2 separate regions of the Mus musculus genome follow, and region 1 is linked to region 2. Evidence: chromatin contacts called from public Hi-C data. All regions are on one chromosome and are shown on one strand. The core of a region is the stretch at or near the end of the contact, and the rest is flanking DNA. Distances in the headings are between cores, read along the strand shown.

What was found. Hi-C and Micro-C count contacts between places; a contact is called where the count stands out from the background.
Region 1: a contact with region 2 is called in a Hi-C map of bone marrow-derived macrophages, with 36 read pairs. The contact joins the promoter of Fcrl1 here to the enhancer-like site in region 2. A contact is called at or near these places in 19 of 39 promoter capture datasets (the 3T3-L1 cell line, 3T3-L1-derived adipocytes, the C10 cell line and 11 more), 2 of 484 Hi-C or Micro-C datasets (bone marrow-derived macrophages and embryonic stem cells), 2 of 115 datasets of contacts at active chromatin or transcription factors (cardiomyocytes and microglia) and 4 of 9 other capture datasets (adipose tissue, liver, macrophages and 1 more).

What each region holds. Positions count from the first base shown.
Region 1 is chr3:87,374,850-87,377,842 of GRCm38.p6, reverse strand. Fcrl1 (Fc receptor-like 1) reads right to left here and starts at 1,456. Exons shown (of 10, transcript NM_178165.4): 1 at 1,318-1,456. The coding sequence starts at 1,348. Gm31940 (a long non-coding RNA gene) reads left to right here and starts at 240. Exons shown (of 3, transcript XR_867410.3): 1 at 240-756; 2 at 1,699-1,783.
Region 2 is chr3:87,246,085-87,248,844 of GRCm38.p6, reverse strand. No RefSeq gene overlaps it. Among named protein-coding and RNA genes, the nearest start is that of Fcrls, 16 kb to the left of the region's middle. Within about 2 kb of position 1,339, at least 13 of the 459 cell types and tissues checked have an H3K27ac peak or open chromatin away from gene starts, as enhancers often do. A contact at or near this core is called in bone marrow-derived macrophages and microglia, where this site is marked.

The DNA.
Region 1 (2,993 bases), core at 207-2,706, 130 kb before region 2:
AAAGTGAGTTCACCAAAAAAGGAAACGATTGAACACTTGCCTGGGTCAAGAATGCGAGAGGAGCTCAGGGGACAAGATTGGGAGCTTGAAGCAATCTTTGATATGATAGAAATGTTCCCAGCTTTGATTGACATCTGGGGGAAAGGTTTCAAGAGCTTAAGAAAGGCAGGTAACTAAAAATGAAGGTGTTTTGTTTTGTTTTGTTTTGTTTTGTTTTGTTTTGTTTTGTTTTGTTTTGTTTTGTTTTGTTTTGTTTTGTTTTGTTTTAAAGAAAGAATCAGGGAAGTGAGACAAAGTGAAGTTGCCAAGCTAGCGCAGAGTGAACCCTGTCCCAGTGCAGAGTGAACAGAGCACAGAGTGAACCAAGCCAGCACAGAGTGAAGGGAGAAAGAGAAACAGTGCGGGAACGAGGAGGGAAGCTCTCCCAGCATGCCTGTGCATGTATGGGAACAGGTTGGAATGGAGACACATTTGAGTGGAGGAGAAGGTTAATGAATGACAAGGTGTATTTACAGAGCAAGAAGAAGGCAGACAGGTAGTTGGTAGTCATGGGAGTAGAAAAATGGAGAATTTTCTTTTTGCCATTATTACTTCTAAAATAAATTATTAATCAAAGTTATAAAATGGGGCCCAAAAGGATTAAGTTTGAGGAGAAACGAGAAGACCTGAAACAATGGCTCCCACGCATGAGTGGGAAAACAGATGCGAAGAACATCTGCGATTCGGTTTCCACGTCACGTGATGATAAGGTGCCAGGTGAGCCTTTGTTTAAAGTCCCATTGTTTGGACACAGTTAAAGTGTATCATCTGGCAGTGCAGGAGGGAGAGAGAGTTGAAAGAGCATCCGCCGGCATGTTGTGGTGATGAGCTGCAGAGTCTGTGCCGTGTCAGTGATGAGTAAGCCTTCCAAGTGTAATGATTAATAATGGAGGAATAATCTTGCCATTCTGGTGTGTGACACCAGAGAAACCAGAGTGTGGCCACAGGGGAATGAGGAGGGCTGGTGATACACTAAGGTTCTCATGTGAATAAAAGGAAGTGGTGTTGATAGAAGAAAAAGGAACTGAGGGACCAAGTTGTTGCCTATATTTTGTGAGTGTGTGTGTGTGTGTGAGAGAGAGAGAGAGACAGAGACAGAGACAGAGAGACAGAGACACACAGAAAGACAGAGACACACACACAAAGAGAGACGAGACAGAGACAGAGAGACAGACTACATGAATCCACGAGCATCACCAGGCAGAAACTTAGTCGTCGAATTCTCTATCCTTTTTAAGATCCCCGTTCCCAGACCCCACTCCAAGTTGTCTAACTTACCACAGATCAGTAGCAGGAGCCAAGGTAGCATGAGGACCAGGCTGGGGATGGTAACTTGAAGGTGCCTCTCACCAAAAGAAAAAAAAGCAAAACCAGACTACTCACAGAGGTGTCACAGATAACTGCCCTCAGCTTCTCTGAGGTTTGAGGAAGTCGTGGTCGGAAGTTAACCTTCAGCACGAGTTTACAGAAATACAACAAAGCAACCTTGTCCAGTGTTCAGTTCTTCCTCCAGGAAGGCCCCAGAATGGAAGACACTCCTTCCTATGGCATGACTCAATTTCATGACTTGGAGCTTTTGGGTATCAGGAGATGCGGGCTTTCATTTTATAACTTTGATTAATACTTTATTATTAAAATATGAATATTCATGTATCTCAGGGGTTTCCAGTAGATGATCCAGGCTTTAAAGAGTCTCACTGAGCTTGAGTCCTGCCAGATTTCACACCACACACTGCCATCTTTGGTAAGGATATCTATTTAACTATCTGATCAAATGCACTGTCTTTCTCACAAGCTCCTATTGTGGTCTCTCTGTGTCTGACTCAGGAATGGAAGGGAGTATTCGCAGGTTATGTTCCGTGTCTGCTGCTATTGTATATTCTGATTTATATAGGGTCCAGCCATTCATATAGATATTTCCCCATGTTTAAAATTTCAATGTTCCAATAAATGACATGAGCCACTTTTTAAAAAGTCATAGGAAGTCATAGAGTGGAAGAGTTTGGAATAAAATGGAAGACTTGGATATGCACCAATTAGCCTCTGTGTACTGGAAAAGGCTCACCGTCATCACTAACTCTTGTATTTGTGTGACACCCTTCTTCCCTTACCCCAGTCAAGGGTAGGCAATTCCTGCTGTTGCTTCCTTTAGCATCTATATCACCCTTTCTCTGTCACCTGAAGCTTGTATGTGAGTCTCATTATGGATTACAGGGGAATAAACTATTTTATTTTTCCCATTTCTTGAATCTTTTATCATCTAATATTAAGATGATTTTTGACAAAGGTAAACTGATACAAATGCAATCATAGTAATTGTTCTACATTATTTGCATCATCTCAACATTGAGTGAGTGAGTGTGTGTGTGTTATTAAACATGGGGCCACAACATACACCTTGGGATCACGGTCTGCACTCTGAGGTTGCTGTCTGCACCCTGGGGTCACAGTCTGCACTCTGGGGTTTCCATCTGCACCTTGAGGTCAGAGTTTGTACCCAGGGATTGCAGACTGCACACTGGTGTTGCTGTCTGCACTCTAGGGTCGGCATACACCCTGGGATCACAATCTTCACCTTGTGAATGAGAATTGCTGGAAAGAAACCGTGCCTCAAATGCTGATTGACTGACTAGACCTTCAGTGATGTGGAGAGGTTGGAATGTTCCAAATCCAGGGGCAAATTATCTTGGGCATCTTTATCCCTCTTAATAACAACCTACTGATTGCTTTTGTACATGAACCAACCCCTTTTGTCACCATCATGTAAATCCTTTGGGAATGTACAAATAGAATGTTTCACCAACAAAATAGCTAACAATTCTATCAGGCTTCCCATCTCTGCTATAACCCGCCTACCTGATGCATTTGAAAGTGTGTTACTTTACGGTTTTTTTGCTGTTCCTATAAAAAGTTAATGAAATTGATACCTTGTTGGAGCATGGTATTTGGAGAAA
Region 2 (2,760 bases), core at 90-2,589:
TAAGGGTCTTAAAGCCCACACCCACAGTGACACGCCTACTCCAACAAGGCCACACCTCCTAATAGTGCCACTACCTACAACAAGCTTATACAAACCATCGCACATGTCAATCTTATTTTCTTGAACGGGATTGAATGTAAAGAAACAAATTTTCCTTTATAAACATTACTTCAGTATCTTTTCCATGAATTATTAACCCTTCCAAGGCTCAGAAAAGATTGAATAATATCTTTATAATCCAATCTACAACTATCTTCATCCCAGTCAATTCTCAAGCTTTTCGCCGTATTTATGTAGCAGACACTAAAAAAAATAAAAATAAAAATAAAATAAAATAAAATAAACTTTTAGAAGATGTTTTCACCACTAGAATTTTCTGCACAGTCAATCCATACCAACTTTTGCCATCAAACTTGGGAGTCACAGTCCACAGTCCACATTCCACACCTGTCCTCCATAGTCCAATAAATAGATCCAACTATTTTAAAAGGAGATTTAGTCAACCTGGCTACAGTGGGAAGCAAGAAAAGGAGATCTTGTGAATCCTCTAAATCAGTCTTCATGGTCCTGAGGTGAGCTTAAAGTATAAATAGGGAACAAATATAGCAGGGCTAAGCAGTCCTGGTCAAGGTGTGGTCCCACACACCACTGACCCAGCCTTGCCTGGGTTTCAGGCTCACCCTGTAAGGTGGTCTAACAGGTGTTAGAACAGTGTGGAATCTCTTTCCAGAAGGCATGTTCCTCTCTAGCTGCTCCACGTAGCTTCTCCCAGAGTGAGATTCCTGGGGAAATTCCCACTTGTTTGGGATTTGTTGTTTCTATAGTCTCATAGTGAGATTGAGAGACACACACTGTCTCTTCAGAATACTTCACTTCTGCTAGGCCAATTGTACCTCAACTAAACCTATCTTAAACAAAAACCTCTTTTCCCAATAACCAGTTCTCTTTATCCATATTTTGTCTCAGACTACTGTGTTCTGTCATTTCTCTTATTTGCCATCAATCAATAAAGACAGCATGTAGTCATTATTACTTCCTATTCTGAACTCTTCGTTTAAACCATGCTTCCCCAAGACTTCTTATACTGCTGCACTTCAAACAGTGTCTCCATCAGTAGGGACCCTGACATCGTGTGTCAGAAGATCAGAGCTCATCTATAGTCTCTGGTTCCTAAGGTTCCCAGGATCTGAGCCCTGTGCAGGCTGTGGGTCTGGGCTGCTGAGTGCTAGGCTTACAGGGTACAGTCTCCAGCTACTTGAGCAGAAGCGTCCATGCTGACTCAGAGCTAGACATAGCAAGCATTTTCACTTTGCATGCAAGTGTACGTATGTGTCATCCACACCTCTCAATCTTCTTGAGTTCTCAGACTGAGAACTGGCATTATCACAGAGTGGAGTTCAGCGAGAGAGGCTTCTCCTACTGCTGCCTTTTTTAAAACACTAAGTTCTAAAAATAAGCAGCAAAGCATTGAACAGATTTTGTATTGCAAAGGCATCTGTTTATAAAGGCTGCCCTTTTGTCTTGGGTTGGCTGTAATCACCTGTGGCTGCTGTATTTAGATGCTTGGGCTCCCCTGAATAGACTGGGGTTGTGGGGAGAATGGCATTCCTTGCCAGACTCTCATTTTTTTATAATTCTGCAAACAAACTACAGCTGACTAGACATCCAAAGGCCAAGGAATATTCCCGTGCCAATGAGACTGTGCTAAATTGACTTTGCTTTAAACACACTGTTGGAGTGGGGGAGGGAGAAGGAGAGGGAGAGAGAGAGAGAGAGAGAGTCAGAGAAAGAGAGAGAGAGAGAGAGAAGGATCATGTGGCACAAGTGGGATCAGGGAGGAGACAAGGGAAGGGAAAGTATAATTAGAATATAGTTATGAAAAATTATTTTCAATTAAAAACATACTCAGAGTCATTATTAAAACCCTATTGTGTAATGTGCATGACATATGGCATACTAAGATAGAAGTGAGTCTGACACAGTCCTCCATTAGAAGAGAGTTACTAGAACTTGCTTTTTTACTGAGTTGATTATTTGCCACTCTAAATTGCATAGTCTCATCTGCATGATCACACTGAATGCTCAGAACCCCAAAGGGAGATAATGTTCCCTCCATTTTATAAGAAGAGAAATGTAAAGCCAGGCAGTGGTGGCACGCATCTTTAATCCCAGCACTTGGGAGGGAGAGGCAGGCGGATTTCTGAGTTCAAGGCCAGCCTGGTCTACAGAGTGAGTTCCAGGACAGTCAGGGCTATACAAAGAAACAAACAAAAAAAAAACCCAAAAGAGAAGAAGAAGAAGAAGAAGAAGAAGAAGAAGAAGAAGAAGAAGGAGGAGGAGGAGGAGGAGGAGGAGGAGGAGGAGGAGGAGGAGGAGGAGGAGGAGGAGGAGGAGGAGGAGGAGGAGGAGGAGGAGGAGGAGGAGGAGGAGGACAGGAGGGGAAGGAGGAGGAGGAGGAGGGGAGGAGAGGAGGGGGAGGAGGACAAGGAGGACGAGAATGAGGACGAGGAGGAATGTGTAACCCACTCAAGCTTCTCATTGCTAGGTGGTTCAGGGCTGCCATCACCAATCAAAGTGTTTTGCAAATGACTGATAGTTCACATGTTATTTAGAAATGAATTGTCAGTGCCACCCTTTGGCAGCCCAGGAGTCCTCTACCATGACACTCTCCTCATCTATCAGCAGTGACTGCCAGGAGTTCTTTGACTACAGGACTTGACAATTCACATCTGATCAATTAAAAGTGAACTCAAAGATACA